2 separate regions of the Ovis aries genome follow, and region 2 is linked to region 1. Evidence: chromatin contacts called from public Hi-C data. All regions are on one chromosome and are shown on one strand. Each heading gives the region's core, a stretch centred on a gene start, on an enhancer-like site or on the middle of the called end of the contact. The rest is flanking DNA. Distances are from core to core; before and after follow the strand shown. Region 1 overlaps LOC101118606 (cytochrome c oxidase assembly factor 1 homolog). Region 2 holds the start of STK17A (serine/threonine kinase 17a).

The links. A called contact is a pair of places that touch in the nucleus more often than the background predicts.
Region 2: a contact with region 1 is called in a Hi-C map of liver, with 3 times the contacts expected there. The contact joins the promoter of STK17A here to the enhancer-like site in region 1. A contact is called at or near these places in 7 of 16 Hi-C or Micro-C datasets (blood, hypothalamus, liver and 1 more).

What each region holds. Positions count from the first base shown.
Region 1 is chr4:79,110,100-79,116,752 of ARS-UI_Ramb_v3.0, reverse strand. It overlaps LOC101118606 (cytochrome c oxidase assembly factor 1 homolog), which reads right to left. Exons shown (of 6, transcript XM_060414798.1): 2 at 3,213-3,264; 3 at 1,761-1,860. The coding sequence starts at 1,845. Among named protein-coding and RNA genes, the nearest start is that of STK17A, 57 kb to the left of the region's middle. Within about 2 kb of position 2,967, at least 40 of the 54 cell types and tissues checked have an H3K27ac peak or open chromatin away from gene starts, as enhancers often do. A contact at or near this core is called in hypothalamus and liver, where this site is marked.
Region 2 is chr4:79,167,120-79,173,772 of ARS-UI_Ramb_v3.0, reverse strand. It overlaps STK17A (serine/threonine kinase 17a), which reads left to right and starts at 3,763. Exons shown (of 7, transcript XM_027968745.2): 1 at 3,763-4,101. The coding sequence starts at 3,896.

The DNA of each region.
Region 1 (6,653 bases), core at 1,718-4,217:
CGTTGTCTTCACGTAAGGCGTCTGCTCAGACCTTCTCTAACTTTCTATTTCTATGTCCTGTGATTCCATGACTTGCTCAGTGACACGGCTAATCTGAAGCAGAGTTGGGGCCAGGATCTAACTTGATTTCTGAACATTACTCCTTCCACTAAGAGGAAGGTTCTGATAAACCAGCAAAATACAGAGAGACTGCACCACCAAAAACAAAACCCTTAGACCAATAGGACATGAAAATGCTAACTTGTCAAGTTTACAGATTTATGCCAACATTTCATGTAGATAAACTGCTCTCAGCCTCAGGTATCCTTGGCCCAAAGGCTACTGGGAACTCCAGGAAGCACTTCCCTGAAAGCATCAGGTACAAGAAGCCTCCCCAGGGAGAGACCAAAGGAAGCTAGGCTTCTCAAGTATGGTGGTCAGTGTGGCTACAAGAAAGACTTGTAGGCCAGATCACAGTAATGGACGGGAAAGGCAGCTTGGGCCTGGAGAGGTCGAGGAGAATGCCCTTCCAGGATGGCCTCCCAGGAGAGGGCTGCAGGCGTGAACGAGGTCTCAGCCATGACAAATGGAGGAGCAGAGGTGGCAATCCAGACCACCTTCCCTGAGCAATTCCTCCGTATCCCACAAGCTGCGAGACGGATTTAATGTTTGCAACAACCTCGCACGGAGGCCTTAGATATTACCCCTCATCACATAGATAACTCAGGCCCAGGAAGAAAACAGACTCCCCCATAAGGTCACACAGCTAGGCCAGAGTTGGGAGTTGTGATTCAGCCCAGGCAGTTGGTCGCAGAGCCCACTGGACTATCACTATCAGCTGACCCCAGCTCGCTCAGAAGGAAAGGCTGCCAGGCCCTCAACCTGAAAATGCATTCATTCCTGTCACGTTCTGCCTCCGTTGCTCTGGCAGAGGGGCAGGGGTGCTGAGCTATTCCAGTCTGAATCATCCCTGGGAATGCTCATCTCTGGCCACCTCGAAACCCAGAGATGTCTGGGTCAGCCCTGAAGGAAGGTGGGGAGGAGCCAGTGGAGGGGCTGACGCTATCTGCCTGGCTGTGGGTGATGCTCATGTCAGGGCGGGAAGTAACAGGGTGAGGAGCCAAGCAGGGCAGGCATAAAAGACCTTCAAAGAAAGTCAGTCTTTTTCTGCTGCTGCTTCGCAACCAGTAGCACTGAAATGCCCTTAAATGTCTCAGCTGCTCACAATAATCATGGTCTAGCTTTACAAATTCAAATTTAGGTGCAGTGGGGCTGGAAGCCACATCTGTCAGGATTTTGCCAGCCTGGACTCTGCTTTTATCTTCTGCTCCTGCCCCAGTCCCCAGCTCAAGGTGTCCCGTCAGCCACTAAATGAACAGCAGAGAATTGGCAGGGTAAACAGGCTGAGGACACTGGAGAAAGCCAGTTTTCCACACCTGGGAACCATCTGGTAGCCCCCTTTCCTTTGTTCTTTACATAATCTCAGAAATCTTGATGGATCCCCTGCGTGTGCACAGGGGTGAAAGCCCATCTTGCTTCTTCAAGGCTTCTTATGCAAATGAGTCCTGTTCCTTTTATTTGTTCTTGTGGCTCCTGGGAAAACTGGGATTATAGGATGAGAAGGAAGCTATAGCCAATGGAATGGTGTACTAGCTGCTCAAAATAGCCCTTTCCTTCTTTCTCTAATCTACTGAAAGCATCTGAAGTATTTCCTTCGATGAAGGAAGGGGCCAAGAGAACTAAGAGGCGGCCTTGCCGTGGGCGCTTCACCAGATACTTACTCTGGACCAGGTAGTACACAATGGCGCCGCCCCCACTAGCTGCCACTCCAGCGAAAAAGATCTGTTTCCCCAGAGGCATTGGCATCCTGCTTCCTAGAGACTTGGGAACAAAAGATGTGAATTTATGGTGAGATTCAGGTTTGCGCCAAGGTTTCTGCCTGGATTGGGCCCCATGGGGAAGGGAAAGCTAAGGAGGAAGCCAGAAAAGGAGGCAAGGCCGCCTTCCCTTTCAGAAGGCCGGGGCCAGTTCTGGAGCCCAAGTGAAAGTGCCCTCCGGAGGGTGGCCTGCATTCAGGACCAGGGCCACAGGGGCAAGGGCTGAGCACAGAGCAGGCATTCAGCCCTGCGGTCCTGATGGACAGAATGTGGCCCACGTGCCAAGTCCCACACAGCCAGGAAGCACAACCACTTTGTCTCACGCCAGCTGGTAAACAGGAAGCTTCTCCCCTTGTGGCAATAGCTGGTCTTGTAAGACTACAAGCGGGCCAGAGCAGTCACTGGCTGCTTTCTTTCATATTTTGAGAAATACCCCACCCCCTGGATAAGGAAACTGGCCATGACTTTCAGGCTGAATGAAGAGATGGAGAGGAGCCAGCTCTGCAAGTTCAGTGCACCAAACCCACTGCACAGGACTCAGATCAGCGAGTGTCTCCACTAACCAACCTGAGTCAAGGTGAACACATTCCCACCGTCTGCTCCTCCACCTTCCAGGGGATGGAGAGTAAGAACAGCTGCCTGCCTATCATTTCTGCAACCTGAAGGTAAATGAATCCTGAAGGTTCAGAAGAAGGCCTATTGGAGAAAGTTCCTCATGTAGATACTCTTTCTGGGAACTGGTCATTAAACACACCCCCTGACAGTGCTGAAGTTGACCAGTTCTACACAGAAATGTCAAACTCAGGGTTTAGATAAATCGAATTAAAAAAGATGAAGTTTCAGATCATCCCTATATTGTTTACTCATATACTGTTTTGTTCAATTAAGGAAAGGGCACCAAAACTCCAAATCAGTGTCCTCCAGTGCCGTGGGAGTCTCTGCTGTGCTCTCTGGTAGGTAAGGATATTTCTCAAAGTGGAGGGTAAACTCAATTACAGTAGTGTGATCCGGGAAAAAAAAAACATTTAGTCTCATGATGAAAACAGGCAGAGCATCTCCAAAGAATGCATTAGTCAGATCTTGCTTAACGTGAAGGAGAGCTCAACAGGGTGTGGCGGTGAGCAGGAGTCATGCACAGCTTCCTATACAGCTGTCGTTTCTCAAGCAAGCCCAAGACAGGAGGAAAAGTCCAAAGCAATTCAGATAAGTCCCACCACACCCCTGACGTGGTCTTGCAGCCAGCCACAAGTGAACAGTGAGGACCCGGGGAACCCGGGGAGAGACATCCATCTACTGTCTAACTTGAGGACACCAGGAGGCATCAGATGGGGAGCTAGGCCCCAGAACAGTCATTACCTTTGCCACTTCGTAGCCCAGTTTCCTTGAAAACCATCTAAGGAAGGTTGCCCTGCAATCAGACAAAAACTTTACATTAGAATAACTTTCTCAGGGAATTCCCTGGTGGTCCAGTGGGTAAGCCTCCGGGCTCTCACTGCCAAGAACCTGAGTTCAATCTCTGGTCAGGGAACTAAAATCCGACAAGCTGCTTAGTGCAGTGAATGAATTAATGGATATATAATCACTTTCTCAAATACAATTTTCTTTGGTGGATAGTTTTACATAGCTAAGACTTATTACCAGTCTAAGCTTTGGAGAAGTTAAGTTCTAAAATGAGCCTTATCTGGTTTTCCCCTCTTTCTCTTTCGCTATATTAAGAAGAAAAAACAAAGCCTGCTGGTTTCCTGTCAGCATACTGTGCATGCTCTCTGGCAGCAAACCAGAAACTGGTGCGGGCAAGAGAGGGTTCAACCTCAGCACACACAACGCGGCCAGTCCGCAGCTACTGACAGGGCATGTTTATCCATGTAAGCTGTGCTCCATGGATTAAAACAGCTTTTCGGGGTTAAAAGGAAACAGAAATATAGTGAGTGTCTATGTTGCCTTTAATGGTGCTGCTAACAGCTACTACTCATATCTCTTACTATTTACTATCTGCCTGGTGATATTCTAAAGTGAAAGGAAAGTGAAGTCACTCAGTCTTGTCTGACTCTTTGCGACCCCATGGACTGTAGCCTACCAGGCTCCTCTGTCCACGGAATTTTCCAGACAAGAATACTGGAGTGGGTTGCCATTTCCTTCTCCAGGGGATCTTCCCGACCCAGGGATCGAATCCGGGTCTCCCGCATTGTAGACAGACGCTTTACCGTCTGAGCCAGCACTGCACATATATTAATCCATTGAACTCTCACTACAACCCCAGGAAGTAGAGGAACAAACTATTGTTAAAAAGATTAAGTAAAATGCCCAGAATCTCACAAATAAGTGTGTGAGTGGTAGCCCTGGGATTCAGACCCAAGTAGTCCAGCTCCAGGAGCTGTGTCTTCACCTACCACAGTCCACTGACTAAGGTATCTGTCATTTCAGAAATACTGAGATGTGTGTGGGGGGGGGGGGGGGGGGGGGAATACATCTCAGCATTATAACATATTCATCACATTCAGTGCAAAAGCCTTGTCAAGTGTGCTTTCCCTGCTATTTTTCAGATAACAGCATGGCGTGAATTCACACTTTTGTTCTTCCTTTAGCTTAGCAAACAGGTGTTGAGGGCCTGCCCTGGCCAGACTGATGGTGCTGGGGAAGTGGACAGTTCCCACCAATTACAACACGGGGCATGGAGCACAACTGCACAGGCAGGCACGCCCCTCTACCCACCACCCCCACACACTCAGGGCGCCCTCACAGAGTAAACAGCCTGCACTCCTACATTTATCAGATAGGTTTCCAGTAGTAGGAAGTCCTATGCAGTACCTTGTTCTAATTTGCACAAAGGCCCCTGTGGGTGAGCAACCCAGTTACTGTGACCCAACACATGCAGCAGGAGAGGAAGTAGCACCCAGGAAGTGGTCCGCCCTGCTTTCACAGAGGAAACCGACACAGAGCGGAGAGAGATGAAGGGGTGGGAAGAGGGCTTCAGGTTCACAGAAATGACAAGCAGAGGGAGGGCAGAGTGGCAGAAGCAGAGCTGCAGAAGTACAGAAGGGGAACCATGAGAAATGGGTCTAGAAATGGAGGCATTTGCTCAGCGAGGCATCTACCCTGTGTGGCTGGGGTTGACTCTGCAGGAAAGGGCTGCAGAAAGAAGGAGAGGGATGGGATAGGGCATGACCAGACAGGTGACTTCTGCAACAGCCCAGCCTACAGCTCAGACCAGAGTGGTAAGAATCCATCAAAAGGACAGTTTCTTAAAATATTTAGGACAGTTCTTATATATTTGCTAATTTATACACCAACTTCTAAAAAGAATGATGGGGCTACCAAGGATATTTCATGTCAGAAGAGAAGTAAACAGATGGATAAGGAAATGAAAACAAATGGAAAACAATTTTAAGAAGAAAAAGCTGGGGTAAAGTTAGTACCCCAAACTACACACTGTCATGCACTAGCCGTTTCCTCAAGGTGGCCACAGTCGTGACACCGAGCATCCTATCTGCTCAGCAGAAAAGGGAGCCTAAGTAGCTACAAGGTCCAGAGCGTCCATGGAGGAACACCACCCTCCTGATACCATACCTGCTATTCCTCCCACACGTGTTCAGAAAGGCAATCTCTCAAGTGGGTGGTGTTACAAACAGCACCCCTAGATCTTTTTATAAAATATCATAATCAAAACCACAATCGCAGTCCAAGAAAAAAAAAGCATAAATAGAATCTCACAAGTGACCCAAATAGTAAGGACTTAGTCGGTAGCTCAACTGGGCTACTCTGACTCCGTGGAGCGCTAAGGCAGTCATGATCCACCTGGTCTCCAGGGAGCCACTGACTGTGTCCAAGCAAGGAGAAGGGATTGGGATGGGAGAAAGGGGGGCTCAGTCTCTGCTCCTTTTTACCCAGCTTCAGTTTCCCTGCCCCATTGGCTAACTTTTGAATAAAGTATTCGGCAGCCCTTAATGTCACAAAAAAATTCCAAAAAGCTCTGTAAAACTAGAGACAGACTTTAGGCTACCTCCAAGAAGGTGACATTTTATATCTAAGTGTTTGATAAGAATTGAAGATTTTTTAACGAAGTGAAAATCTCCCAAGAAACTCAAATTCAATTACTCTTCTTATTGGTTAGTCACCAAGTTGTGTCTGACTCTTTGCAACTGCAGGACTGTAGCCCGTCACACTCCTCTCTGTCCATGGGGATTCTCTAGGCAGGAATACTGGAGTGGGTTGCCATTTCCTTCTCCAGGGGATCTTCTCGATTTTTTTTTTTTTCGCTTTACAATTAACCGAGAGGAAAGGGTTGCAACTCATTTTGAAAACTAAGGGATGGTTAGTCACAGGAAGGTAGAACTAACCTAATAGCTCTGCTCTGATGCACAAAGAGTACTTGGGCCCCAGTGGTTTCAAAGTACTGACCCCCTTTCTAGAATCAAAAGGCGATCTGCCAGAGAGCTGCGAGAGCCAGCAGAGGGTTTGAGACTACCTCCTGGCTGCTCCCCTCAAGCCCCTGCAGATGAAGGAGGTCTGCAGAAGTCTCACCAGCGGGGTGGACAGAAGAACTCCTGAGGGTTCGAGCCACAGAAAAACACCTGAGCTGGAAGGAGGGAAGCAGTCTCATGCTGCAGTCTCAACCTCTGCACATCAGAATCCCTTGAGGACAGCTTAGGGTCATGTAGCTCTTCCATAGAAGGCCTATAACATCCATCTGTCTGACCCTGCAAGCCATGGTCTTTCCACTGAGTGACAAAACACACATTACAGATCATAGATTTCAGAATAATCAGATGCTCACACAGGTGGCATGTGCCGTCCAAA
Region 2 (6,653 bases), core at 2,514-5,013, 56 kb before region 1:
TGCTCCTTTTCAATCTCCCCCACTCTGAAATCAACCCCTCTTCTGATTTCTATCACCATAAATGAGATTTCCAAGCATTTGTGATTTTATAGAGCTTTCAGTTGTGGTCTTAGTTGTATGCCAAATCAATAGGTAATGTTTGGTTTCTTGCTTAATTTCACTATGATCACAGAACATAGTACTCTGTAGAACTTCAGTTCTTCGAAACTGTTGGAATATGCTTTATGATCCAGTACATAATAAATGTTCTTGCACCAAAAGGATGTATAGCCTGCAGTGTTTTATTTACATAGATTATGTTGTTTGTTCATTGTGTTGTTCAAACTGCTAAAAATGTTTCTTTGCTTTTTTATGTGCTTGTCCAATCACATAGAGGAGTGTTAAAAATCTCAGGTTCTGATTATATTTATTTCTCCTTTTAGTTCTGTCATTTTGCTTTGTATATTTCAATGCTATATTTTTAAGACCATACAAATTTAGAATTTTTATAACTTACTCACAGATTGATCCTTTTGTCATTAAGAAATGTTGCTCTTTATCTCTAGTAATGCCTCTTGCCTTAAAAATCTACTTTGTCTAATATATGCATAACTACACCAATTTTTCTGTTAGCTACTATTTATATGGCATAAATCTTGCTATCCTTTTAATTTCAGCCTTTCTGTAACTTTCTATTTAAGGTGTCTTATTGAAGTACAAACAACTATATCCTGTCTACAACCTTTGCCTTTTAATCTAGGGTATATCAAATTCCATTCAAGTTTGCAGTAACTGCAGTTTTAAAAAAAACAACTTCAGTTTGCTTAAACATATCATCTTACTATGTGTTTTCTACTTGTCTATTCTTACTTTATGACCCTTTGCTTTCTGTTCTTACTTCTTTTGAGTTTTTTATTATCCCATTTCCTCCTCGCCATAAATTTGTTATTCATTCTTTTTCTATTATTTTCATTGCTAATCTAGAGATTATAATATTAATTCTTGATTTATTAAAGCCAGGTACTTTTATGAATTCCCACTCGATGCTAGAACTTTAGCATGTTTTCATTCCATCTCTTTTTTTGTGCTATTTACTCCCTTTCTTCTTTTGTGCTATTATCGTATATATTTTAATTCTATATCTATAAATATTTAAATTCAGAAGACATCATTTTTATTGTTATATACAGTTCCTATTTATTTATATCTAGCCACATATTAATCCCTTTATTCTTCTGCATCCCTTCAGACATTCTCACAATTTTATCTGGGATTACTTTTCCAGCTACGTAAAGAACTCCTTTTCAAATTTCCTTTAATGTAAGTCAGCTGATGATCTTAGTGTTTGTTATAAAAATGGCTGTATTTTACTTTCAATTTTGAAGAACATTTTTACTGGATAGTATATAATCTAGATTGGCAGCTAATTTCTTTTAGCATTTTGAAGATATCTGAAGATAGTTATTCTCCATTGTTTGAGAATAAGCTCTTGATCTTCTGTTGCTCTTTTGCAGATAATATATATCTCCTATATATATATTATATATATAGATAATATATATCTCCTTTCTATAATATATATATCTCCTTTCTCTATTTTTTCAAGATTTTTGTCTTCAGTTCTTAGTAGTTGACTATGATCTGCTTAGGTATGATTTTCTTTTCTTGAAACCCTGCTTAATATTTATAAAGTTTCTTGATTCTATGAGTTGTTGTCCTTCATTAAGTTTGAAGAATTCCTGGCCGCTATATTTTAAAATATTGCTTCTTTTTTCTCTTCCCTCTCCGTCTGATACTTCAGTTATATGTATGTTAGAACATTTTAACACATAGTACCTTATGTGCTTTAGTCTCTTTTCTGAACATTATTTCCTCTTATCTCTCGTGTTTCACTTTGCAAATTTTTTTATCTATTAAGATCCCTAATCAGGTTCACTAACTCTTTCTTAAGCTTCATAGAATCTGTTATTAAACCCATCTATTCAGTCGTACTTTTAGTTTGTGGGTTTTTCCTCCAGTTCTAAAAAGCCCATTTTATTCTTTGGATTTCTCAGTTCTGTGCTGAAATTCTCTATCTTATAATTTAATTTCTTGAAGATATTAAACACAATTATTTAAAATGTCTTTAAAATTCATTATCTGCATCTTCTTCCTGTTTATTACTTTTTCTATTTTCTATCTTTTTCTCTCAGTTTCTAAGATAATTCTTCTTGTGTGCCCCCCTTTTAAATTAAGTGCCCGACATTGTGTATGAAATATTGTAGAGATAATGTTGACCTTGGATGATGGTGTTTTCCTCCAGAGGGGATTTTCTATTGCGTTTTGAAGCTGTTCTTCAGTCCTTGAGAGAGCTTGTCTATTTCCCTTTACCAGTACTCCTAAGATGTAGCACTTTGGGGTGCCAACTACAAGTCTAGAGTGTCTACCAGCTCCTTCTTCTTAGCAGATCCCTAAACTCCAGTTTTTTGTCTCTCCAGCCTGATGAGACACCTAAAAGCCCTGCTTATTTTCTCACCCTTTCAGTCATTGCTTTGGAATTATCAAATGCTTCATGGGAAAGGGGTGCCATTCTGGGATGCCCTTCTTGTCTGGATCTCAGTGATTCAAGTTCTTGCTGCTTTTGAAACTCTCTGATGTTTCAAGTAGAGGACTATCTGATTTGGAAAAATTTGCCAACTTTCTCAGTGAGAGTATTGATCACACATAGACTAACTCATCATTGCCAGAAGCAAAACTCTGAGGAATGACATGATCTAATTTAGATTTTTTAAAAGATCACTCTGGTGGCCTCAAAAATAAGTGATGTGGAATTGAGGAGGAAGAGGGATGGTAGCAGATAGCCTAGTTAGGGAGCTATCACAATAATCCAGACAAAAGAGAATGGTAGTTGTGGTCATGGGGAAATGGAGAGGAGTGATCAGATTCTGGATATGTTTTGAAGGTAAAGCCAAGAGGATTTCTTACAAAATGGATGAGGGGTATGAGAGAAAGAGAGGAGTCAATGTTGACCCCAAGGTCTTTGGCTTGAACCACTGGAAGGATGGAAATAGCATTTACTGAGGTGGGGAAACTTGGTGGGACTGAATTTATGAAGGATGATCAGGAGATGACTTCTGCTGGTTAAATTTGAAATGCTAATTTGTTATCCAACTGGTGATGCCAAGTGTATACTTCAATATATGAGTGTGAAGTTCAGAGAATGGTTGGAAACTAGAGATAAAAATTTTGTAGTCGTGAGCATACGGATGTAATTAAAACCTCAAGACCGGATGAGAGCACCTTGAAAGTTAAATATAGAGAAGACTGTAGGGCTGGTATGCGGGTTTAAAAATATTTATCCATCTCTTGCCTTCATGTCCTCCTCTCAGTGTGGGAATGTACCAGATGCCCCAGGCAACTTCCACGTGCTGTACAGCAGCCCTGATCAGCCCTGATCATCACCTCTCCTGACCCGCCCAAGGGAAGGGATCGTGAAGCTCTGGCTGGTAGCTCCTACGCATTTTCATTAATGTAGGGCTCAGATTTGCAACACTCAGATGCTTAGCAGGTGCGTAACTGGCTGACGCAGCGGGTCCTCCAGTCAGAAGGGTGGTGCTGTGAGTCGCCTGCAGATTGTCGGGGCCGGCTGCCGGGCCCCCCGCCAGGCTGCACCTTCTCCCCCTCAGCTGCAGAGGGCGCGCGCGAGGCACGCGGCCCTCAGGAACCCACTGGAGCTCCCCGGGGGGCAGGGGAGAGGCGGGGCCGGACGTGGGGCGGAGCCAGGCGGCCTGGAGGCAGCCGGCCGCAGTCTGTGCGCAGCTCCGGGCAGAGCGGGTGGCATCCTCGCGCCGGCTCGGGGCAGCTGGAGGCGGGGCCGTTACCCGCCGGGAGCTCCGAGCGAGCCGGGTGGCAGGCAAGAAAAGCACGCCCGAGCGCCATGATTCCTCTCGAGAAGCCGGGCAGCGGCGGCTCTTCCCCGGCCGCCGCCTCCGGCTCGGGTCGGGCTGGCCGGGGTCTGGGCACGCCGCGCCGGCCGCCGCCCCCGACCCAGGCCCGCGGGCTGCTGACGGAGATCCGCACCGCTGTGCGCACCGAGCCCTTTCAGGACGCCTACACCCTGACCCCGGGCCGGGAGTTGGGCAGGTGAGGCCGGCGGGCGCGCGCAGATAAGTGCGGGAGGCCGGCCGGCGCGGGGGCAGATAGCGCGTCGGGACCGGGTACAGACGTGGGTGCGGGCGGCGATTAGGGCGGCGGGGCCCCCCGGCCACGAGTCCACGCGCGGCTTCCTCCAAAGCCGTGGTAGCGGCCATGAGAAAGGCTGCCGCCAGAAGCTAGACCCCTTCCTCTTTTTGCTGTGGGCGTTTCAGCCTCTGTGGTCCCCTGTACGGTAACTTAACGAGGTGGCGTGGGAACCACGCTGCAAATCTTTCCCCGCGGCAGCGAGTCTGAAGTCAGCACAGGTGTGGAGTCAGCTTTGGTCTTGCCTGCGAACTTGTGGGTTCCTGCTTCTCTCTCTGTGGCTGTGATAGAGGAGCGCAGAACCCCGAGCGTAACAGCTTCTTGCGCACCAGCCCTGGGCCAGTTTCCGTCAACCGCTTTCTGCTGACTTCAGTTGCGATTTCTTGGGTTTGTGCTGTTTGCGTTCTGAAATATTTAGGTCCGTGTGCTTTAAGTTCAGATCGGTTTCACTTGTGGACTCTGGGCCCTTCCTTGTCTGACTCTTTCTACGCAGTGATACAGCCCTTGCCTTTTCTTCCCCATCTCGTTGTTGTTTTGTAGGGGTAGGGAGAGCTTAGAATTTGGTCTGTTTTTAAAATCGCAAAAGGTGAAGGCTGTTGGGATACTTTACGTCTTGTACGTTGAAGAGGGGTCACAGTGTGATAGGTTTTGTTGTTTAGTCGTAAATCATGTCCGACTCTTTTGTGACCCCATGGACTGTAGCCCACCAGGCTCCTCTTGTCCATGAGATTTCCCAGGCAAGAAAAGTGGAGTGGGGTATTGCCATTTCCTTCTGCAGGGGATCTTCCCGACCAGGGATTGAACCAGCATCTCCGTGCAAGCGGATTTTCCTTTCTTTCTTTCTTTTTTATTGCTGACCGACGGGGGAACAGTAGAGGTTTGGGGACCGACTTTTTCTCTGAGAACAGTTTGAAGAAATTGTCAGAAGCACTGGCTTTGGGGTCAGACCCGAGCTCAGATCCCCACTCTGCTTGCTCTGTGTGCCTTTGGACGGTGACTTAGTCTCCCCAGCTTCACGTTTCCCACCCATAATATCAATATAGTGACAGTACCTCCCTCATGGGGGTGTTGAGAAGGTGCAGGGGCTGTATAGGCCAAACCACTGGTCCTGGCACACAGCATTTGATAAGTGTTAGCAGGTGCTGCAGACATCTATCAAGTTGGCAAAATCTCACCATGTAATGGGGAATGGGCCTGACAGTTATAACAGTCTTCATTTGAGGGTCTTGGAAAAAAGTCTTATAACAGTGATTACAACGTTAAAAACAAGCCGCCTTACGAATATTACGGTAACCTTTAGAAATCGTTTTTTGGCAAAGAAACTGACCTTAAAAGTGTCTTATTTATTCCACATGGGAAAAGGAAAAACGTCTTCCAGGGCCAAGCTTTACTTCCCTCTGCTAGGCACTAATTAACTGGATCTTTGTGCACTCTATGACAAAAGAAGACAGCTCCTGACTCATCTAGGTATTCTAATTGGTGAAAATTCCAGACATTCTGAAGTAACTGATTTCTCAAGGAAGGAAAACTAGGACTCCCCATTGTTTGGTTGTCTGGCTTCATTCCACAGAAGGGAAAACACATTACACAACTGAAAAATGTCTTCAGGTGGCAAGCACTGTCTTGTAGGCTCGTAATAGATGATTTAATCCGAAAACAATTGATTTGCTCCCTACCAGGTGTTGTGACAATCCCTCCAGGAACCAGGGAGGTTACATCAACTTTCATTTTAACCTCTATTATAAAATTAGTTTGTCTGTAAAGTTGTGTTCGTTTGCTTGAAGGTTATGACATCTGTTACATATCTTATATGAATTTCTTTACATAAGCAAAAACTCCAGAAGCACAGAATACAGTTAGATAGGTACTTGATATAAGAGCCCAAAACTGAAAAAGAAAATGAATGTATTTGTTTCTTTTTGGTTCCGTTTTCTTCACGGAGAAGTGTAACACAGTGTTTAAGAACATGGACTTAGCAGTTAGTCAGTCTGTGATTGAGTCTTGGCTCTTTACTTACTGGATTCCCTGGTAGCTCAGACAGTAAAGCCTTTATCCGCAGTGAGGGAGACCTGGTTTCTATCTCTGTGTGGGGAAGATTCCCCTGGAGAAGAAAATGGCAACCCACTCCAGTATTCTTGCCTAGAAAATTCCATGGATGGAGGAGCCTGGTGGGCTGCGGTCCATGGGGTCGCAGAGTCGGACACGACTGAGCGACTTCACTTTATATGTACTTGACTGAGTTACCAAATCTCTGATTACCTCACAGAGTTGTTGAGAGAATTAAATTAACAGCACATCTGTAGCATAAAAGCTGCGCTTGACTTAGGGCGTGCATTGAGAAACTGTAATGCGTTGGGTAGCTAAGTGAATGGTATTTTACATGTAACCAAAACGCAAAAACAGGAAAACCTGCACAACCTCAAAATGTGTTTCTATCTGTTGCAGAAGTAGAAAAC